Linked DNA regions of Mus musculus: all the other regions are linked to region 1. The links are chromatin contacts, called in public Hi-C, HiChIP or PLAC-seq and promoter capture Hi-C maps. All regions are on one chromosome and are shown on one strand. The core of a region is the stretch at or near the end of the contact, and the rest is flanking DNA. Distances in the headings are between cores, read along the strand shown.

Region 1 (3,375 bases), core at 330-2,829:
TGTACTTCCCTGTCCCATAGGCGGTGCTGGAAATACATCACAGAAACAACCAGGGAGGAAGGGAGAATGTCACCTGGAAAGTCACTCACATATAAGAAGTAGAGCACATGCACAGAGCTGGGGAGGAATCCCAGCAGGCATGGGGTCTTTGGAGAAAACCTGGTAACAGAGGTACTTTCTCCAGAACCTCCGTAATATCCAGTGCTCTTCTCACTGCCCTTTCACAGAGTTCAGGGGCCATGCAGCAGTGTGCAATTCACATTCCAGGGAGGACAGATAGAGTGTGTTTTGGCTGCCTTCTGTAGTGTTCCTATAAACTATGATTACACAGATGCAAATTGGATCATGGTGAAAGAAAGAAAGAAAGAAAGAAAGAAAGAAAGAAAGAAAGAAAGAAAGAAAGAAAGATTATTATTCCCTAGGCACTCAAGCCTCTTCTCTTTTCTTCCCCCGTCAGTCATTGGCCATTGAAGGAGGTGAAGGATGGCTGGCCCTCTGTTTCAGGTGAGCAGCCTGCAACTTTTTTTTTATTTAAATCTTTTGAAGAAAGAAAGAAAGAAAGAAAGAAAGAAAGAAGAAAGAAAGAAAGAGAGAGAGAGAAAGAGAGAAAAGAAAAAAGAAAGAAAAAAGAAGAAAGAAAGAAAGAAAGAAGAAAGAAGAAAGAAGAAAGGAAAAGGAAGGAAGGAAGGAAGGAAGGAAGGAAGGAAGGAAGGAAGGAAGGAAGGAAGGAAGGAAAAGAAAAGAAAGGTCAAAGTCACAGGCATGGCTGTGAGCCTTCTTCTGAGGACTTCTGCAAGTCTCTTCTTCCTTAAGACCTAATCTGGATGTCCCTATCTAAGTGTGCTGGGATCATGGCAATTGTTTGGGGTTTTGTCTTGGTAGAATTCCCTAATGCTCTAATTTGGGGGAGCTGGCTCAAATTAGATTCCCTGTATCTTTGATGAGAAAAAAAAAAAAAACCTGAACATGTCCATTTTCCAGCTGGGGAGTTAGGCTGCTTTCAAGTACTCTTGCTGGCGGGATGGGGACTTGATGCCTTTGAGCAGCCTGTGAGCAAAGCTCTGGCTGCATCCTGGGCTGGAGACCAGGAAGAAGGAATGATAAGGTCTTGGCATGAGCATTAGTCAATTTCTGCCAGGAAGCAGCCCTTTCCTGATCCTTGTGTCCCGAGACCTGCTGGGGTAAGATTTAGGAAAGGGCATTAGACCCCTCCTGCTGCCCACCCAGGAGCGGGTGTGCCCATGCGAAGCACACTGGCATACTCACACAGATCCCAGCAGTACTGCTGCGCGGTGAGGGGGGTGCGCAAGGGACAGGCTTCAACTCCCCTCGGAGTGGAGCCTTCCCAACAGGAAAGTCTCCCGGTGTCGCTCAGGAGAGTGGAGCCAATATGTGGCTTGGAGGTGGTCTGCTGTGCGCCCAGTGAAGATTGGTGCTAATGATTCTTAGCAGTTGTGTGTATGTGCAAGGGGAAAAAAAATCAGAGACGCTGTCTGCCTGCTCCCATCTCGCGCGCTCTCTCTCTCTTCTGCTCTCTCCCTCCCTTTGCAAACATTGGATTTAAACCTGCTCAGAATTCAGCACAGAGGAAGCAGCCTCGGTAGCAGCAGCAGTAGCAGCAGCACCAGCAGGAGCTAGCCGGGCCGCCGCGCACCACAGCCTCGAGATGTACCATCCCGCCTACTGGATCGTCTTCTCGGCCACCACTGCCCTGCTCTTCATCCCAGGTACCCAGCAAAGAAGGGTGTTTTCTCTCTCTGAGCAATGATGCCGCTGCTAGGGCAGAAGGGGAAGAGGGAGAGGCAAGGAGGAAAAGAGGGAGTGTAAGAGGCATGTGAGTAAGATAGGCTTGCCGCGTGTGCACACACACTCACTGGCTAGCTGGCTCTCAGGCAGACAGATGCCCACAGCAAGCGATTTGCTCCCTTCTCGGGAGAGCTGGGTTCGAGATCCGCACCGTGCTGCAAGGCGCTGCTGGTTCTGTGAAAGGCACAACTGGCATTGACCAGCTGTGGTCCCAAGGGTGACAGAAGAGGGGCTTAAACTCCGGGGCGCAAAAGCCTTCTTGAGCGCTGCTGTCGGGACCTGCAGCAGGAACTGGCATCCCGCTCAGTACTGGTCTCTGTTTTTCTGAATGTAGTAATCTCTGCGTCTCTGTTTCCTATGCTTTTTTCTTCCCCCCTTCCTGTTTTTTTTTCTCTCTTCCCAACGTTCTCTCCTCTCTTCTTTTCCATCCTTCTGAACCCTTCCCTTGATTCCCACTGCAGATCCCTACCTCCTTGTTTGCCTTCTCATTCTTTCACGAATTTTTCTCTACTGCATTTTTTTTTGTCTTAACACAATCCTTCCACCACCTCTTGTCCTTTCTTTATCCTTCCACCAAATGGGCAGATTGTGCCTTTGAAATCCACTTTCTCCTTCCTAATCATCACATCACAGCAGAGACATAAATTTTCCCTAGTAGATTTGATCTGGTCCAAGCCGGGCGAATGTTGGGAAATCTAATCCCAGTGGAGGGTTGCTAGAGTCCCAATGGTGGGCAGAGATGTTAATGCAGTGCTCTTTCTCACAGCACTTACTTGTTTGGGCAGACCAAGTCTGCAGTGACCCAGGTAAGATGCTTCAAGGCAACCTTCGCAACCCTCCCCAGTCAGCCTGCTAGACTCCTTGCAGACTCCCGCACATCTTAATAGGGTTGGTAATTGCTTCAGAGCCTTCTGCAAGCAGAGGACCATGCCTGCAGGCATCTTTCACACAATGCTGAAGGGGCTTGGAAGGCTTGCCAACATTTTAGGCAGCATCAAAGGGTCTCTGGGTCTTCCACACTAAACCTCACCCTTTAGGGGGCATTTCTTCCTCTCTCTCTCTCTCTCTCTCTCTCTCTCTCTCTCTCTCTCTCTCTCTCTCTCTCTCTTCCCTCTCTCTCCTCATGTTGCAAATGGAGATAGCATGTTTTCCGTTAAACATTAGCTTAGACCTAAATTCCCTTACATATGTACAGACATGAATGCCAATATTGTTAACCCTCACGTTCATAGGTGAAGCACATAATTCTTCATTTTATATTCAGGATGCCTCGGTGAGGTTTTCTTCCCTTTCATTTAAACCTAATTCTCCAAAGTTCTTCTAAGCTAACAAAGAAAATTAGAAAAAAAGAAAGGAACTTATTGGGATGAAAGAGAAAACTGATGATTTTTTAAAAAAGAAAAGATATCCCTTGTATAATGTTGCACCACTTTATTAAATACATTTTAATTCATTTGGAAATTTTATGCCTCCCCATTAAGTTTTGAATTCTATTTCTCTGAGAAGAGATGGGTTCCAAACCAAATTCCCAGATGTCTTTTGGGGCTGGCAAGTTCAGAGTTGGGAGGG
Region 2 (3,375 bases), core at 642-3,141, 430 kb after region 1:
GAAATGCTAGGGAAATTAAAACAAGCTTACACTTTTAAAGCATTCCAAGCAGGTCTTAAACACTGTGACAACTAAGTTGAATTGGAGATACTTGGTCTTCAGTCCCTGAAAGCACAGGCTACATTGCTGATGCTCTTGAGAAATGGAGAGTTTCTCAAAGTGATGCAGAAAGAATCTCCAGTGTTCCAAGAAATACTTAGCTATTACTTGATGTTGGCTAGTGTTTATGTGTTTGCCTATCTATCTGCTTGCCTGTTTAATGTCCATGGTGTAACAGAGAATCTTACACATGCATCTTACAAACATGATGTGCTGTCTCTCACCTATACCCACAGACCATTTTGCCTATTTTCCATTTAAGACCCTAAATGGTTGACTGTCTTCTTGGACTCTCCAGTAAAAGTTCCTGGCAGAGAGAGTCTCCCCCAACTAGAGCATACTTCTTGTATAGATGGACCTTAGTTTCTTGCTACACATAATCTGGCAGCTAATCAATAGTTCAATACCAGATCTGTGCCAAACATCATTCTGTGTTGTAGTTTTGGAGTGTTAAATAGAAATATCTGTGCCTTGTGAAGGTAGTGGGTAACAATATATACTCAATTTTGGATATATCATGAAGTCAGAACCAATGAGATTTCAATGGACAAAAATGATATTAGAAAAGAAGGAAAGAAAGAAGAAAGGAAAGAAAGAAGGGAAGGAGGGAAGGAGAAAGAAAAGGTGAAAGGACAAGAAAGAAGGAATGCAATAAGGAATCAGAATAGCTCTGGGATTTTTGTAAGAGCAACTAGAACAGTGTTGTGTCCATTCATTGGCACCAGGAAGGAGGAGGAGTCTGCTGGAGGCACAGAGAGCAGTCCCACTATAGACAGCTGATAGATGTTTAAGCAGAGCAAGAAATCCAAGGAAAGTCCCATGATGGGAACAGGACTCTGGAGACAGCAGTCCTTGGGACCAGATTTCTGAAAGCAGTAAGATGACTAGATGTAGAAATCCTTTAGCAACTATACATAGTAGGGATTCTTTTTTTTTCTTGAGCTCTGTTTATTAAAAACAACCACCTGGGAGACTATTTAAAAAAAAAAAAAAAAGCAGGTCCTACTGTGGCCTTTTTCCCAAAGGGCCTGGACTCCCATCGTGCTCCCAGCTTGATCTGTAGTCCTCCTGCTTGTTTTACAGCGATGATACTTTCATAATGGATGGCCATACCTTCACCTCCATTCTAATGAGGAAAGCATCCAGAAGGCAGAATGTGTGTGGCACTCAGAGGTCAGAGCATGCAGTTGCCATCAAGCATCTGTAAATTTTCTGTGTGCTAAAAACTAAGGAATATCCTCAATTATTTGGAGTCTGTTCACTCTATTGCTCCTGTGTGGTATTAAAATTGTGCTATCCATTCGCTGTAGGGGATATTAGTGTGCGCTGCCAGGATTTGGCTTTAGGCTTGATTCAAGTTCCTTGTTTACATGCTAAGATACGCACTATCTTTGGAGTTTATTGTGTTTCAAGAATGAGATTATGTTGTTCATGCAAGAAACTATTTACAAGACAGACATGGTCCTGGTCCTGTTCTTTCTCTTTTCTTTCTCCTTGTTCCTTTTCTGTGCAAGTTTCAAAGTTTGAGGTCTAAATTCCTGCTTAAGAAAATGGAGAATGAAATGCTGATTTCTTGATGGGTTTTAAGGACTCTTTTAGTGAAGCACAAAAACAATCCACATTCCAGCTAACAGCTAATCCCAAGGACAGGAGAAAGAATGGGTGGCAAGCAACAGCTAATCCCAAGGACAGGAGAAAGAATGGGTGGCAAGCGGCCAGCCATCCCTACAGCCTGATAGGCAGATGGAAAGAGGTGGGACAGCTCTTCATAGGTCCACTGTCTCTCTGGGGAAGGACAGAATAGAAAGACCATTTTCACATGATGACTATGAGCAAACCCAGCTCTGTCACTGAGCTTTAAATAAGTCATTTTCAAATGCATTTGGCTTATTTCACAGTGTTCAGAAATGGCAGGTGTAAATTGTAACTACCAGATCCTGCCTAAATTTGGCCTGTGTACCAAGAAGACAGATGTCATCACACCCCTCCTTGGAGCCGATGGCAGGGGCAGTCACAGGGAAATTGCCCAAAGGGCAGTTTGCTCTTCCTTGAGGACAATGTAATTATAGTCCCCTGTGTCTCCTAACTTGCACACTCTTGGCACTGACTTTGTAAGGGCTGGTGACACATTACAGACTACAGCAAAAGGATATATCACGGTGATACAGCATGAGACAGGGACGACATTTTCCTGCTTCAGGCGAGCATGGCTATGCCTCTGGCATTCATACACAGAGAAAATTGGGCAAACAAGTAGGCTTGTTGGCTCACTTGGCTTCTCACTCCTAGCTCTCCAACTTTATTCTCTCATCTGTGAAAGGAGGAAGCACACGGATGCCTTTCCTTGCTCACACCTAGAAAATAAGTCACAGATTTTATGATTTGGGGAAAATGGAGATGGATCAGATTTTATTTGCTAGGTTGTTTTGAATTTTATTCAGTTACCACTCAGTTCTTTTACACACTGAGCACCACGATGACTGATTTTCTTTAATGTCAACATTAATTTTTAGGTATTATTTTTTTTCAAGTGACTAATAGGTATTTTGTTTCTTCTAGCACCCCCCCCTTTATCAGTAAAAAGTCACTGAACTTCAAGGTCAGAATCTTATTTATTTCATATATATATATATATATATATATATATATATATATATATATGTATATATGCATTATATGATTTGAATGGTACTGCCCAGATTAATATAAGGAACAAACAGCATTGTCACCATGATGGCTGTCATGCATCAATACGGAGGTAATAAACCTCACGAATGAATTCTTTGAATATTGCAAACAATCCTGGCATAATCTTTCCCGAGCATCATCATGAAAGCAGACACAGGACCATTTCCTCAGTCCCGTGTCTGTGAAGCCATAACAGCATTTTAAGAAAAATAATAATATCCTTTTCTACTGCCCTTGAATGACAAAGCTGATGGAAAATAAAGTCATAGATAACTCTGGCTTACAGTATAAGCATCCTGTACCCATCTTTGGGGTTATTAACAGGTGCCAATCAAAGGTGGAAATATCAAATCTCAGTGAAACTCCCAGAAAATGGTAGGACCAGTATCATCCATACAGGATCAGCCTGCCCACACCAACAACAACCAGGAATTGCTTCTTCTGATACCAGCTTTATTTTATGGGAGTTCTGTCTGCGCACAAAGAAAAGTCACTGGAGTTCATTGTTTTCTTAGCAGGTGGGATCTGTGAGTTTAAAGGGAGCTCCAGATGGGAAGAGATGATGAAAGACCCATCAGAAAGACTCAT
Region 3 (3,375 bases), core at 616-3,115, 410 kb after region 1:
TGCTCTATATAGAAGCTTCTTTGACTAGGGATCATAGTTAAATGTACCTATGGATACAAGAATAAGATTTAGAATGTACTCAGGAGCTACACTGTTCTAGCAAAGTGGAGAGATGCTGCCTGGAAATACTATGCAAGCTGCCAAAGGAGGGGAGCAGTTAGACAACCCTAACCATCCACAGTACCTATGAACAACTGAAGTTACCAGCATGGCAAGAGATGCATGAAAGCACAAGAAGTAGCACTCACACTTCAGTGGCGCCCGACAGTGGTCTAATTGGACATAAAACCTACTTGAAAGAAGGGACAACACTCCTGGTACTGGAAGCCAAGCCAGCCTTTCTGGGCTACTAGGGATATGGATCTTAAAGAGTCCATGATGATTAATTATCCTTTTCTACTGAAAACTAATATCCTGAGAAAATTTACTCTCCACTCCCCATACACCATGCAGATCTTTCTTACCCAAATCCCTTGAACTCAAACTCCTTCAAAATGTAGCCACACCTTACATTTCCTGTTTAATTTCCAGGGCAGTCCGAGCCTATCCACCTCCCATCAGCGTTTGTTTTCTCTCTTTGCTTCTCACTAGCTCCACCTCGTATCTCTTCCACTCCTTTGAGCCTGTATGTCTGATTCAAAGAGCACCAGATTATGGGGAGGCCACTCCTCGTTCCCCCTCTGCCTCCTGAATGCCTGCCTAACCTACCAGGATGCTGGCTTACATCTAGTGTTAGAGGTTCCCAGGCTGCTACAGGTGTCTGGTGTTTCTCACAGCTTTCCCTACTGATCTAGAAAGTTGCTTCTTTCTAGATGGAATGTCTACCCCTGTGTGCCTTCGTGTACTTCTGATCTTCAGCAGACAGAGGCAGGGAAAGGAGAACTGAGGCCCTGCCAGCACTAAGAGCTCATCTGTGGAGAGCTTTGGCTTTGGTTGTAGAGCTTGGACATTTCAACAGACACTCTATTCTCATCCTGCCAGAACCATCCTCCTCTCTATGCACATCATTTCAAACCACTTACTCCATCTTTCCTCACAGGAGCCCCTTTTCCCAGCAAGAAAACTAAATGGGCTTTACTGCATACATTATTAATTTCCCTTACCTGTCTCTCACTCTCCTGTCTCAGACACTACATTCCTGAGCATCTGCAGATGCTAGAAATAAGCTTCTCAAGCTAAGTAGATTCTGAGGTCTTTTGAGTAAATACAGGTGAGGGACACACTGTCAGATGGATGTGTGGAGGGGGATATGCTACTTCTTGGTCAATATTGCTTTTTCCCCTCTCAGTGGAGGCTTGCAGCTGTTGCCTATGGCAACTCTCCAACTTGTTGGATTGCATTCTGCTCTCTTCTTGTGTGTCTAAGCAACTTACTCTTCATGTGTTTTGCTAACTAAAACAAAGGAAACTACTTTTGGTGTTTCTGTTTGCAAAGGCCATGTGTGGGAGAAGGATACCCAATTAGAAGAAAAGCCATGCCTTAGCAATCCTGGGCATGGACACACTGTACCCACTGCGGCATTGGTGTCGCCCAGCCTCAGCCCAGTCTGCACTTGAGAAATTTCATCCTGTACTCTAAATTATCACAGACTTCTACAGAGCATTGCAGGTGGAGGTGCTTTCTGAAATGTTATAAATATTCATGGTTGATTATTGGTCAGCCATATGGAACATCTGATGGGATGGGGACAGGTTTAGCTGGTGTTGCTATCAGAGGGGATCCTGACTCAAAAGCAGGGCTCCATCTGTAATAACAGTTTAAAGAAATAAGTGACAAGCTGTGGAGGAAAGGAAGGAGCAGCTCCTGTGCCTGCCCTTGCACAGAGAAATGACATCACTAAAGGGGAACAGGACACAATGGAAGCCAGCTTGTTCTGGTCAAGTCTTGGCAGTTATTCAGCTAACCACACGGTAATCAGGACGCCATTCTGCCTGTCTCCCAGGCTTCTGTAATAAGTGGGGGTAAATAGCACTTCAGGTGTTATTTATTGTTAGGAATTATGTTGTGAAGGTCACAAGAAACAATATAGACATGCAAGCATCACCAAATGGGAGTTCAGCATGACGTTAATTAACCTGAATTGAGTATCAGACACAGTAAGGTAGATGGACACATAAGAAAAAATGCCAGTCAGATTCTTTCTTTCAGAGATTTCCTTTTAGTGACTACATCTGTAAATTTGGATAAAATGCCCAGTAGAAAAACAGTCAGGATGAAGAGAAGAAGAATCTGGGAAGCGGGGAAAAATGCTCAAGAAAATACCAGCAGAGGGAAGTGACAATAATTACACATAAACCAGAGTGCCAAAGGACCTTGCTGGTCTTCTCTATGGAGCCTGGCTCTCAGGGCTCTGCTTTCTCCTGCAGCCCAAGGGTGCTGGGTTGAGAGAAAAGACAGCCACCTGGTGGTTGCCGCAGGGTACTATTTCAGCTCACTTGGGTATGGCTAGGTGAGGATTGCACAGGACTTTGTAGAACAGCAAAGAAGGCAGAGAACAGGGAGGAAGCACATCCTGATGCAAGTGTCACAGCTGGAAGCGAAGGCCCAGAGCCAGCCTCCCAAGTCATCTGTGGTCTCTGGCCCCCATCCTCCTCCTGCCTTCAGTGCTCCAAAGGACAAGAACAGAGGTTGAAGACACCCCATCCGTTGGGAAACCCCTCTGCAGCACTTGAAAAGATGTTGTAGTTCAGATGGGGGAGGGGGCATCTCAGTCCTGGGAATCTCCAGGCTTTGGAATGAAAACCTGAGTGTTCCTGAAGAACGCTCAAGTTATTTTCCTTTTCATGCATTGCATTTTGCAACACTTAAGGCACTCCACTCTCCTTGGTTGAGCCTGCCAGTGGGGAAGGCAAGCAGGCCCCGGTGCTAGCAGTGGGAGCTGGAGAGAGCGGTGGGATGAAAGGGCCGAGGGAACCTTATTAATAGTTAAGTGGACAAGACTGATAATGGCATATCTTTTTATTGGCCCCACAGATAAGTTATAATACACAAGCTTGCAGGCAGCTCCTGTGATTTGCATTGATACAATTCAGGCTGAGGTTTTCATTATACAGCAGGGATGAATCTGGGGCCTGTGTTATCAAAGGCAGTGAAAGGAGCTGGCGAACTATCTCACATTCTGTGTGTGCCTATTCATTAATGGTTAGTAAGGTGCTTTGTCCCAGGTGGTATTGGGTGTTTCACAGTGAACCATTAACAATTTGAACAGCTTCATACATATGCCTTATTGATGTATAAAATCCTTGCAACCTAGGCTTTTCTTCTCTCTTTCTTACTCAATGAATTCTGCTTTGCTGGAGTTTGTTGTAAAACCAAGTGGCACTCTCTTTGAGGACAGGGACCTTGCAGATGGACCAGGACCGGTGACACAAAGCC
Region 4 (3,375 bases), core at 583-3,082, 370 kb after region 1:
CCACCCAGCAATGTTATCCATCATTCTTCCTTGAATGGCCTACACCACTTCTCACTTCTTTTCCAGGAGTTGCTTGCTGGGTCCTCTTGTTCCCTTACGTTCTCTTAAAAATGTAATCGAAGTAAGACAACTTAGTACCCTAAGGGGAGAATTATCTGCAAGTCCCTTGAGAGGAGGAGCAAGAACTAAATGAAGGAGTAATCAGGAGAAACAGGATGAGAAGAAATTAAATAAAATAAAGATTTTGGGTTCAATCGCCATGTGAGTGGGGAAGATAATCTCCCTCCTCCAAGAAAGAGAAGTCAACAAAAAGGTGAAAGGGTAGGTGGTAGGCACTGATTACTGGAAGAGCAGCCTTGGAGTGAGTGACCCATTCCAGAGTAGCCTATGCTGAACCACAGATTTGGGAGCTGTTGGCTATGGCCAAGTGCTGACAACATGCAATCACCCTGGAGGTGCTACATGAAGAGATGCATGGGGTCTTGAAGGCAAAACAGGGAGACCCTAATGTTGACCTATAATTTCTTTAAGAATGAGAAAACATATAAGCATCAACATTTATAGCTGAAAAAAATGGGATTGAAAAATATTACAAAAAATCTCTCTGACTCATCATAAGCCTGTGGAGAGGGCCTTTGACAAGATAGACTGTAGTCAGAATGTTTGGCCCCAAATTAGAAGGCAGCTAGCTTTCAGATCTGTTTGGAATTGGGCAGAGTTAGAAAAGAAAATGGGATTGTGTTTATTGATAATTTTTAACAAGCGTCTAGTGGTTTTGCATACATTATTTATTTTGCATTTTTCAGCAACTCTGAAATTTGGACTATATTATCGTATTATTAATGATGAGGGATCCAAACAAAGAAGTGATGAGATAATGACGCAAGCAGCCAGTGGGCACTGCTAGCACCAGAGTGGCCCTTCAGGCATGGTACCTAACCCTGCATCTTTCGTCCACTGAGGAAACATCTTTCTCAGGTTGTCATCTAGATCATCTTATGGATGTTTAACCTCTGTCTGTCTGTCTTCCTGTCCATCTGTTTGTCCCTCTGTCTGTCTATCTCTCTGTGTATTTGTTTGTGTGTTTGTGAATGTGTGTATGTGCATGCACGCACACACATACATGCACTTGCATGAATGCACACATGTGCATGTAAAGTATGGAGATGAGAGAACAAACTTAGGCATCATTCTTTTGGCACTGATGATCTAGAACCTGACAAATAGGCTGAACTGGATAGCCAGGGAGTCCCAGATATCTACCTGTTACTGCTTGTCCAGCAATGAGATTCTAAGTGCATGCTACTTAGCCCAGCTAGTTAACACACATTCTAAGGCTCTAACTCAGGTCTTCAGGCTTGTAAAGCAAAGCAGTTGAACTATCTCCCAGCCCCCTATTCTAACCCATTTTAGCCCCATTTTCTTTCACTGCTATTTCTAGTTACGAATAGGTACAGCCAAACACTGGAGAAAAGTGCAAGCCTATTTGCCTTTAATCACACACTTCTCTTCTAGATAATATGCAAAAGATGCAGGGGTAGTGATTCAAAACAATGCCAGCACTCACAGAGCTGACTTGCAGAGCAGTGTTAACACTCCCACAAAGAGCACGGGGCTGATAATTGCAAACGACTTTATTCTGTTTCACATCTGAATTACCCTGAGCTTACTGTCCCAATTGTGCCTGAGTTGGTCCCGTCAGGTTCCAATTCTCCATGCTGTCCTGGTCAAGGGGGAAGTTTTGCTGACGTGCAGGACTCAGCTGAGAGCCAGGAAGTCCATGTATCCCCTACCCCTCTCCACACAACTGTGTGTTCTCACCATTCTGGCTATTCTCAGTAAATCTCCTGCTGTCTCCATGGCTACTCACAGCCAAGACAACTGATCCCTCTGTGTTTCCATGACCTGTGCCAATGTTGCAGCATTAAAAGCTTCTTTTATGTAGAACTGTGTTAAAAGGACAGCTCTGAGGACTGGGGAAATGGCTCGGTGGGTAAGAGTGCTTGCTCTTCAAACATAAGACCCTGGGTTCAAATCCGTAGCACCCAGGTAAAAAGCCAGAAAGAATTCTCCACACACCTGAATACTAGCACTAAGGAGGGGCAGATACAGGAGGACAGGTGGGGTTTGCTGGCTTCTAGCTAAGCTTTAAGCTTAGTTAGAGATGCTGACTCAAAAACATAAAGCTGAGAATGGTTCAGTGGAACACTCAAGGTCCCACTTTGGCCTCCAGATGTACGCACAGGCATACATGCACATTCACACATGTGCATATTCCATACACACATACACCCACACAGTACATAAATATACTACAAACAAACACATAAACCGTGAAAATAAACAATAATACATTCTGCACTTAAATTCTTGGCTTTGAATCCTGTCTCTGTTATCATTCGTTATGTGAGCCAGGGCAGGTAATTTAATCTCTGTATAGCAATCTCATCATTCAAATTAACTGAATAAACTATTGGGGCTACTCTGTGGATTAAAAAAGTTTATGCAGGGAACATAAGGACTCAAGAACCTTATGTGGGGGTGTTTATTATTATGGTATATCATAATATTTAAATGCGTCCTTTTCTATTTAATTTTGAGGGCCTTACAGGTGTTGGCCATTTCTTATTATCCTATAGTTTTCTTGTCCAAGCATTATCTGTCACAGAGCAAAGGCGTTATTACTGCTTGGGTGAAAGAAGAGAGAGACTTTTATCCTCAAGTGATTGAGGCACCATCAGACAATTAATGAATCCACTCACTGGGAGTGGATGCAAAACTTACACACAGTGGCCCACACAGCATGCTTCTTTCAAGAAGAAAGTCATTGTCTTCATCATTTAGGTTTCCCCGTGATAGATGGAGATAGATCCACCGAGACTTGCCACAGTTGAGGTGCATTTTGGGATTTGGGGCTCTAGACACCCATGTAGTCTGAAGTCATCAAAGAAGCATCCTGAAGAAAAACAGGGTGTAACCTTAGAGGAAAGGTCAGGAGCAGAAAGCATGTGGTAGGGCACCTCCTACAAAACTGCCTGGTGCCTGCTCTCCTTGGTGCTGTAAGTAAACAAGAGACTCACAGAGCAAGAACCTGGGGCTACCACCTTCAAAGCCTAGCTGCCTAATCAGGAGAAAACTGACTTCATCTTGAAAGCAGGAAGTAGTACAGCTCCATGATCAAGCACAGAATGAAGGAGGTCTCCTCACCAGAGATGAGCAGTGGTGCCAGACAGTATTGCAGAGAACCATACTTCTGGTCAAGACTGCTCTTACCAGCTTCCTGCCTCTGTATCAGGTACTGGGACATCCGGGTGATGAATAGGGGCATTCTACGAGTCCATCATACCATGGCCTTGTGGTTTGAAGAAGCATGAG
Region 5 (3,375 bases), core at 372-2,871, 340 kb before region 1:
CAGGCATCTTGCTCCCCGAGGGGCTCTGGATTCACAGAGGTGGAGGCAAGACTGATACTCAGGGGTGGCTCAGCAGGATTTGTAAGCACAGCATAAGAACAGGGGAGCATCTGCAAAGCGTTCATCTGCCTTTCCCTGTTTTGATTTGGCATGTCTGTGTAGAACATGCCATGTGTCTTCAGCTGTCTTAAATGAATATTTAGAAAACGCTCATGTTTTTGGTTCCCATTATGCTTTCAGATTCCCTCAGATTTATTCTGATGTGTTGCCTCCATAGTAGTCAGAGCTCTATTCCTGACTGCCTCCCAAAGCAGACATGAAAAATTAAATCAGATAACCCATATCTGGGCACCGATTTTCTTTCCACTGAATGTATTTGTGTCTTTTCATTTATTCCTCATTAGAACACTCCATACAGGAACTCATGTATTAAAACATTACTTGCTTGGAAAATGGCAGCAAAATGCTGGCTATACAGGCATAAGGACTTGAATTCATATCTTCAGCACCTGTATAAAATGTCAGGAATTGTGGCAGGAGCCTGTGGTCCTAGATCTCAGAGGCAGAGGACATAGGATTCCTGGAGGGTCACCTGGCCATCCAATCTAGCTGAAACAGTGAATACCAGGCTCAGTGAAAGAGCCTATCTCAAAGAATAAGAGAGCATGATGGAGGGATACACCTTTGGCCTCTCCACAAATGGGTGCACATAAGTGCATCTCCTGACATGCACATACAGGTGAACATACATGTGTATATGATTCCCCAAGTATGTAGTGATCTAGACACTGTCCAGGGTGCTGAAGAGGCCATGAAGAACAACACCCGTGTCACTCAACCTTAATGACACAGAACACATTTATGGAAATGGAGGGCCTTTCATGGATACTTAGCAAGTGCACCAGGGATCCAGAACTAGAGTCTAGACTATTGCCCCAAGGTCACCTGCCATATTGTGATGTAGTCACCTGTTGCTGGAGCCTGCCGTGACATGTGCTTTTTATCTCCTCTTTTGCATGTGTAGTTTGCAACTTTCATCTTTATTTTCTAAAAGAAAAACAGTACAACACCAAGAATAATGCTTGAAGTGACACTCAGCTTTCTCCTCGAAGTTCTTTTATGTTGTGTGACCCAGTTCCAGGGAGATGTTTTCCTAATGTGGCTCCAGAGCTCACCCAGATCCGGCCAGCACTCCGGTTCCCGGAGGCTCTGGCTGCTGACTTACTTCTCCTGGACCGGATGGTAGGAAAGTAAAGGAAGTGTGTCTTCTCTTGGCAGCCCCAAACTCTGGCCTCTCCTGAGCCCTGGGCTGCAGCTGCCCTGGCTCTACCCTGACCCTGGTAACGTTCCTCAGAGCACAGCAAAGGTTAACTGAGATCACACAGCCAGGTGGATGCTTGGCTTCGCTTTCCCCGGGGCTAATTATGGAACTACATTAGATAAAAGTCAACATATGTTGTAAAAGGCACTGTGTATCATTGCTTGACAGTTTCTAACAATGTGCTCATGTAACAGCTGTCAAAGGCAGTGCTAGAAAATGAGTAATATGTTGATTTATGTATATCAGATCTGTCCTCATGCTCTGTGGTGGAGCAGACCAGGCAAGCTTGGCTCTGTGGGTGGAGACTCAGGGAGGGGTGGCCCAGGAAGGAAGGAAATTCCCTCATCTTCAGAAGCGTCTGGAAGGGCGGGCAGAGCCTGCAGCAGATGCTGCTTTCTGAGGTCCTTTAGAGAAAAATTGCCTGGAGGACATCTGCTTTCTTTTTACAGAAGAGGAAGGAGCCCATTGAAGAGTAAAATCCAAGTGTCCTGATAATGTGTGTGTGTGATCGGGTGGGGGTAAGGGCTGTGGAGTTCATTAGTTATGCTTTTTCTGTCCTCTGAATAGAGCTAAGGATCACATTAGCAGCTAACTACTTTGTTCTATGAGGGGTTGAGAAAAGGTGGGGTTTTTTGTTTTTGTTTGTTTTTTTTTTTTCTAGAAATCCCATGTTTAGGTTTTCTTTTCTTTCTTCCTCTGTTTTGTTTTGTTTTGTTTTGTTTTGTTTTGTCACGTAGGCTAGCCTTGAACTCGTGGCAATTCTCCTACCTCTGCCTCACCTGTGTTAGGGTTATAGATGTTCACCATCATGCCCTTTAGATTTTATTTTAATTTTGTGTGTTTTCTCTGTGTGGGTCTGCGCTGGTGAGGCCAGAAGAGAACACATGGATCCCCTGGAGAAGGAGTGCCTGGCAGTTGTGTGCCTTCCAACAGGGGTGCTGAGAACAAAATTATGGTTCTCCAGAGCAGCAATATGCCCTGTTGATTACTGTTTCATTTCTCCAGTCTCACAGCTTAGGTATTCTTTATAGTCAATGCACTGAAAATTAATTAAAAATATTCAGCTGATAAATAAAACTGTATGTATTTAAGGTTTTATATGTACACACCATGACAGGGTCACTGCAATCAAATCACTCGCTGTATCCTTTCTCCTTTGTGTTACATCTTAAATTCTCATCTTAGGACAAAGTCTGAACGTTGACCAGTGTCTCCACACTTCTCCTCTGCTCTTGTTTTTGGCAGCTACCATGCCACTCCGGGCTTCTTTGATGTCCACTGCTTTAGATTCCAGACTTCAGCGAGGTCTCACAGTGCTTGTCCTTCTGTGCTTGCTGTGGCTCCTTGAATGTAATGTCTTCTCTGAGCTAGCTTTGGTTGGGACATTTGGAGGAGCTTCTGCTGTAGCAGTAACAGCAATGCCAATGCACATTCCCATCAGCAGCCTGCCAAGCTTGCCCTCCTCAGCACCCCCAGTCCTTTTCTGATAACAGCCCTTCTGACAGGTGGAGGGTCTCACTGTTGTTTCAAATGACCATGACCGGACTCAACTTTCTCATGTTCTAAGCATCATTCTACTCAAAAATTATGTAGAGATGCAGCAAAATGAGACTTAAAGAGATGCTTCCCTTCCCTCTTGAGGTCTTACACCGTGCCCACTGGTGATGGGGGATCAGGGGTCTGGGTTTTACAGAGGCCACTTTGGTGTAGCTTTGGAACCTTCATTGATTCAGGGTCACCGCCAAGCCTCTGTGCTCCTCTCAATATCCACAGTCAGGGTTTTCCCCTCTCCAAGTGTGATTAGGAGCAGCACGAGGTCTTAAAGCACAAAGTAGTCTCAAAACTTGTAGTTTGCTGATGAATAATATAAATGCACAAATGGATAACCTTATTTATTCTTTAGCACTAATTGAGGCAAAAATAGAATTTGGATGCCCTAGGCCCCAGACAGAATCCTTTCAGTGACTGGGAGGCCTTGCCAGTCTCCCCTGCCTTTAGTTTAATGTGTGACATACACTGGAGAGAAGGAGGTGACCCTGAACTCTTTCTTCTCG
Region 6 (3,375 bases), core at 421-2,920, 290 kb after region 1:
ATCAAGGTTCTCAATTTTAAGAAATACTATAGGGCCAGCATGATGGCTCAGTAGATAAAGATGCTTGCAGCCAAGTCTAACCATGTGAGTTTGATCTCCATGGAACCCACATGGTAGAAGGAGAAATCCAACTCTCATAGGTTATCCTCTGACTGCCACATTTATTGCATGGCACTCTCATGCCCCTGCCCCCATAACAAATACTGAAAGTCATTTGAAATAAAAGAATAAATGCATGTTCTGCCAGTGCTGTACACTGGGGGATGGCTTGTGTATTTCACCTTTTTATCTCCAAGACAAAATACTTGAGAAAGCAATGCAAGGTGGCGAAGGGTATTTTGGTTCACAATTCCAAAGGTTTCAGTCCATGATCTCTTGGCTCTGTTCTTGAGCAGAACACCCCAGCAGTAGACATATGTATCAAAAAATGTTCTTCATCTCATGGTGGATCAGAAGCAGTGAGAGAAGAAAAGTCTGGTGACAATGTATAACCTTCAAAGGCATGCCCTTCTACTTCTTTCAGATAAAGTCTCTCTACCCTAATATTTCAGGCACTGGCCAGAATAATACAACCAATCAGCTACCATGCACTCTGCACATGAGCCTGCGAGGAACACCCCATGTTCAGAACCATAACAGGTACACAGAAGACTCTGATCCATTTATTTACCTTGGGATGGTTTCTAATTTTTGCAGGTGTCTTATTCGTCCTTGGAACTTTGCTCACCATTCTGGTTGCTCAAGGGCATTCATTTTACATCAGAGGCAAAGCTGGAATCCTAAAATGGCTTCTTTGACTTTTAAGAAGGCTATGACCTACTTCCTCTTCCTGCTACTTGGCCTGTGTTTAGGACATATTCATTTTAGCATAAAACAAGCTCCCACCTACAGAATTTCCTAAGAATTAACGGTCCAGAAGTTCTCCTTCTCTGAAGGAGTATGCTTTGTTCTTTCCTTGTAGTACAGTGTGCTGAGAATCATGGAGAGGAAGGATTACATGGCTTTGCACTGATGCCTCCTATGAAGATCTAGGAGAGGGGTGTCTTCTAGTTCCAGCCCACCTTTTCAGAAACACATCTTTTTGCACAGGGCAGAGTCGTTTTCAAGTCAACCGAATAGCATCATGAAGGAAATGGGCATTTGGGGACTTGCTGCTTCCTCATAGACTACTGACTATACAGCTTGTCTGTTCTAGGTTCCAACATTCAGGTTTGCACTCTTCATTAGCTTATTGGGTTAGTTCATTTGGTCCCATTAGATGAATGCTTAGCAATATTGGGGACTAGCAATGGATGCTCTGTCAATATTCAAGGCTCTGTATGTTCTCCACTTGCCTCCACTGGGAAGCTATGAGGACCAGGGTAACTCTGAAATGCAGGCTCTCCAGTGGTTATGAGCTTTCTCCATAGTGGAATCAAGATGCACCGGCTTGTAGCTTTGACCTGACTCATTCCCTCAGGTGTTTTTCTTTCTGACCAAATAAACAATTGTCTCCATATCAGTCTCAGTGTCTGCTTCTAGCAGAACCCACAGCAGAGCAGTGGTGCCTTTCTAAGTACCCCAGAAGAACTTCCAGTTCCTTAAGAAAAGAGCAGAGAAGACTGGGGTAGACTCTGAATCCCACGTGGATAGCTGGCTTCTCTGCCTGTCCAAAAACCTGGCTCTGCCTTCCTCTGCTTCCCAGCCTTATCCCCGCCTTCCTTTCCCACAGCAGATGTCTGCTTTCCTCTGCAGGGTCTTGTCTTCTTGCTGTGAACACATTTGCAGTGAGTCAGAGCCCTTCGCTCCACTGCACCTGGAAGGATAAATGCTTCTCACCTCTTGCCCCCTAGATCAAGTTACTTTGCAGCTGGTTATTGCAACAAAAATAACTGCAGGTAAAAATGGCAAGTGAGGTGAGTGTAGGGGGCCAGCAAAGTTCTCTCCGCCCTCGGGAGATACAACATTCAAGGCACAACCACAATATGTCTGCTCAGTTCTTCTCAGGGCTGGGTTTTATGCTGTACAGTCTCCCAGCCTTGCAACTTGTGTGAGAAAACCTCAGCTTCTTTGCACTAAGTCCGACTCCACATTTCAGGAGACACTGGGGTTTAGAGTTCAGCAAGGCTCCCAGGTCTAAGCAGCTGCTTGTAACAAATAACCACTGAGTTTGACATTCTCACAAGGATGGAAGCCAGCTAATAAAAAAGCACAAGAGAGTGAAAATGTGCTCTGATTGTCTATGCTACTTACTATTGTGTGTGACTTTTAGTTTGTCTGTTTGTTTGTTTGTTTTTGCAAGGTGTATTATTTCTTTAGAATTGAAATAGTTTAAGTGTATAAATGTTAGTGGTTATTTTTAAATGGGGCAAGAAAATACCCCCAAAAAAGTAAGTAAAAAAGAAATATAATTGCAGAAACAGGCACAGTGTATCTTCTCTCAAACTAACTGAGCACCTCTCTACTTTACTTAGCTGGTATTATACAGTTAGTCAACGGCTCTACACAGTGCAGTGCTATTGTGGTTGAACGATGCCCTCCTCTCTCCTTCATATTTCCCATATTACCCTAGAACCTCTGAGTGTGTCCAAAGCTTGAAGAGGATATTTTTCTGCTATACAAGATGGAAATTGGGTCCTGGCACATGCTAGGCTAGCACAGTACTACAGAGGTAGCCCTGAAGCAAGAGGTTTTAAAGGGGGAATTGTGATTAAGTGAGATCATCAAGGTGAACCTACTTCAGTTATGCAGGGATGCACTCATGCTTGAGCACACACACACACACACACACACACACACACACACACCCCACATGACTATTTGCCTCTAAAACTTGGAATGTGGGGGAGGATTGTGTTGCTAACTAATCCAGCCTGTTCATTTTGTTATGGCAGCCCAATATTCCTCACAGGGGAGTAGGTTGGATTCTATCGACCCTGATTCTCTTGACTACACGATTTTGACTGCAGCCAAAGAGAGCTAGTTAGGTGTCTGTCTATTATACAGTTAGGACCAAGACAAGGCTGTTTTTCTTTCTGATATGGTGTATGATTGCTATGGATTACACTCGTCTTGTCCCCTATGGTTCATACACTAGAGGTTCAAGCCTCAGTAGAATAGCACTGAGTATTTCAGACCAGATAAATACATGGAAGATATCTAGGAGCTCAAGTGCTAAGGGGCCATTGAGAGTCTTATGGTTACAATGCCACTCTATCCATAAGAACTAATAGCCTCCAGGAGGAATGGGCCAGAGCTCATGGTGCTGTATTACTTGGGGTTGCTACTGTGAGGTGGTCTTTTGCTCATTTCTTTCTGCCCTCTCTTGCTCACATGTTCTTTTATATCCACCCCAACTATGTGCAGTTGGGGTAGGTGTTCCAACTATCAGAATCG

Evidence for each region. Promoter capture Hi-C pulls out the DNA fragments that hold promoters and counts their contacts. A called contact is a pair of places that touch in the nucleus more often than the background predicts. HiChIP or PLAC-seq counts read pairs in DNA pulled down with a chosen protein or histone mark.
Region 2: an H3K4me3 HiChIP or PLAC-seq map of forebrain shows a contact between it and region 1, with 7 times the contacts expected there. The contact joins the enhancer-like site here to the promoter of Opcml in region 1. A contact is called at or near these places in 5 of 39 promoter capture datasets (the 3T3-L1 cell line, maxillary cranial neural crest, second pharyngeal arch cranial neural crest and 1 more), 2 of 484 Hi-C or Micro-C datasets (cerebral cortex and cortical neurons), 5 of 115 datasets of contacts at active chromatin or transcription factors (the NIH/3T3 cell line, astrocytes, embryonic forebrain and 2 more) and 2 of 9 other capture datasets (embryonic stem cells and pancreatic islet).
Region 3: a promoter capture Hi-C map of hippocampal neurons shows a contact between it and region 1, with 9 times the contacts expected there. The contact joins the enhancer-like site here to the promoter of Opcml in region 1. A contact is called at or near these places in 7 of 39 promoter capture datasets (the 3T3-L1 cell line, the C10 cell line, embryonic stem cells and 4 more), 6 of 484 Hi-C or Micro-C datasets (the N1E-115 cell line, cerebellar granule neurons, cerebellum and 2 more), 9 of 115 datasets of contacts at active chromatin or transcription factors (the NIH/3T3 cell line, SST interneurons, VIP interneurons and 6 more) and 2 of 9 other capture datasets (embryonic stem cells and liver).
Region 4: a Hi-C map of forebrain shows a contact between it and region 1, with 4 times the contacts expected there. The contact joins the enhancer-like site here to the promoter of Opcml in region 1. A contact is called at or near these places in 5 of 39 promoter capture datasets (cranial neural crest, embryonic stem cells, neural stem cells and 2 more), 7 of 484 Hi-C or Micro-C datasets (the HL-1 cell line, cerebellum, cerebral cortex and 3 more), 9 of 115 datasets of contacts at active chromatin or transcription factors (SST interneurons, T-cell acute lymphoblastic leukemia, embryonic basal ganglia and 6 more) and 2 of 9 other capture datasets (embryonic stem cells and pancreatic islet).
Region 5: a contact with region 1 is called in an H3K4me3 HiChIP or PLAC-seq map of forebrain, with 7 times the contacts expected there. The contact joins the enhancer-like site here to the promoter of Opcml in region 1. A contact is called at or near these places in 9 of 39 promoter capture datasets (the 3T3-L1 cell line, the C10 cell line, cranial neural crest and 6 more), 2 of 484 Hi-C or Micro-C datasets (cerebral cortex and cortical neurons) and 4 of 115 datasets of contacts at active chromatin or transcription factors (embryonic basal ganglia, embryonic forebrain, forebrain and 1 more).
Region 6: a contact with region 1 is called in a Hi-C map of nephron progenitors, with 2.8 times the contacts expected there. The contact joins the enhancer-like site here to the promoter of Opcml in region 1. A contact is called at or near these places in 5 of 39 promoter capture datasets (the 3T3-L1 cell line, cranial neural crest, frontonasal cranial neural crest and 2 more), 4 of 484 Hi-C or Micro-C datasets (cerebral cortex, cortical neurons and nephron progenitors), 3 of 115 datasets of contacts at active chromatin or transcription factors (SST interneurons, forebrain and neural progenitor cells) and 1 of 9 other capture datasets (adipose tissue).

What each region holds. Positions count from the first base shown.
Region 1 is chr9:27,789,720-27,793,094 of GRCm38.p6, forward strand. Opcml (opioid binding protein/cell adhesion molecule-like) reads left to right here and starts at 1,580. Exons shown (of 8, transcript NM_177906.5): 1 at 1,580-1,727. The coding sequence starts at 1,667. It overlaps Gm39314 (a long non-coding RNA gene), which reads right to left and starts at 1,350. Exons shown (of 3, transcript XR_870601.1): 1 at 1,267-1,350.
Region 2 is chr9:28,216,405-28,219,779 of GRCm38.p6, forward strand. The region is part of intron 1 of Opcml (opioid binding protein/cell adhesion molecule-like); the gene reads left to right. Among named protein-coding and RNA genes, the nearest start is that of Gm39313, 180 kb to the right of the region's middle. Within about 2 kb of position 1,892, at least 6 of the 459 cell types and tissues checked have an H3K27ac peak or open chromatin away from gene starts, as enhancers often do. A contact at or near this core is called in cortical neurons and forebrain, where this site is marked.
Region 3 is chr9:28,195,421-28,198,795 of GRCm38.p6, forward strand. All of the region lies in intron 1 of Opcml (opioid binding protein/cell adhesion molecule-like), which reads left to right. Among named protein-coding and RNA genes, the nearest start is that of Gm39313, 200 kb to the right of the region's middle. Within about 2 kb of position 1,866, at least 13 of the 459 cell types and tissues checked have an H3K27ac peak or open chromatin away from gene starts, as enhancers often do. A contact at or near this core is called in the N1E-115 cell line, cerebellum and hippocampal neurons, where this site is marked.
Region 4 is chr9:28,162,304-28,165,678 of GRCm38.p6, forward strand. All of the region lies in intron 1 of Opcml (opioid binding protein/cell adhesion molecule-like), which reads left to right. Among named protein-coding and RNA genes, the nearest start is that of Gm39313, 230 kb to the right of the region's middle. Within about 2 kb of position 1,833, at least 17 of the 459 cell types and tissues checked have an H3K27ac peak or open chromatin away from gene starts, as enhancers often do. A contact at or near this core is called in forebrain, neural progenitor cells and neural stem cells, where this site is marked.
Region 5 is chr9:27,452,875-27,456,249 of GRCm38.p6, forward strand. No RefSeq gene overlaps it. Among named protein-coding and RNA genes, the nearest start is that of Spata19, 58 kb to the left of the region's middle. Within about 2 kb of position 1,622, at least 23 of the 459 cell types and tissues checked have an H3K27ac peak or open chromatin away from gene starts, as enhancers often do. A contact at or near this core is called in cerebral cortex, cortical neurons and forebrain, where this site is marked.
Region 6 is chr9:28,079,166-28,082,540 of GRCm38.p6, forward strand. The region is part of intron 1 of Opcml (opioid binding protein/cell adhesion molecule-like); the gene reads left to right. Among named protein-coding and RNA genes, the nearest start is that of Opcml, 290 kb to the left of the region's middle. Within about 2 kb of position 1,671, at least 5 of the 459 cell types and tissues checked have an H3K27ac peak or open chromatin away from gene starts, as enhancers often do. A contact at or near this core is called in nephron progenitors, where this site is marked.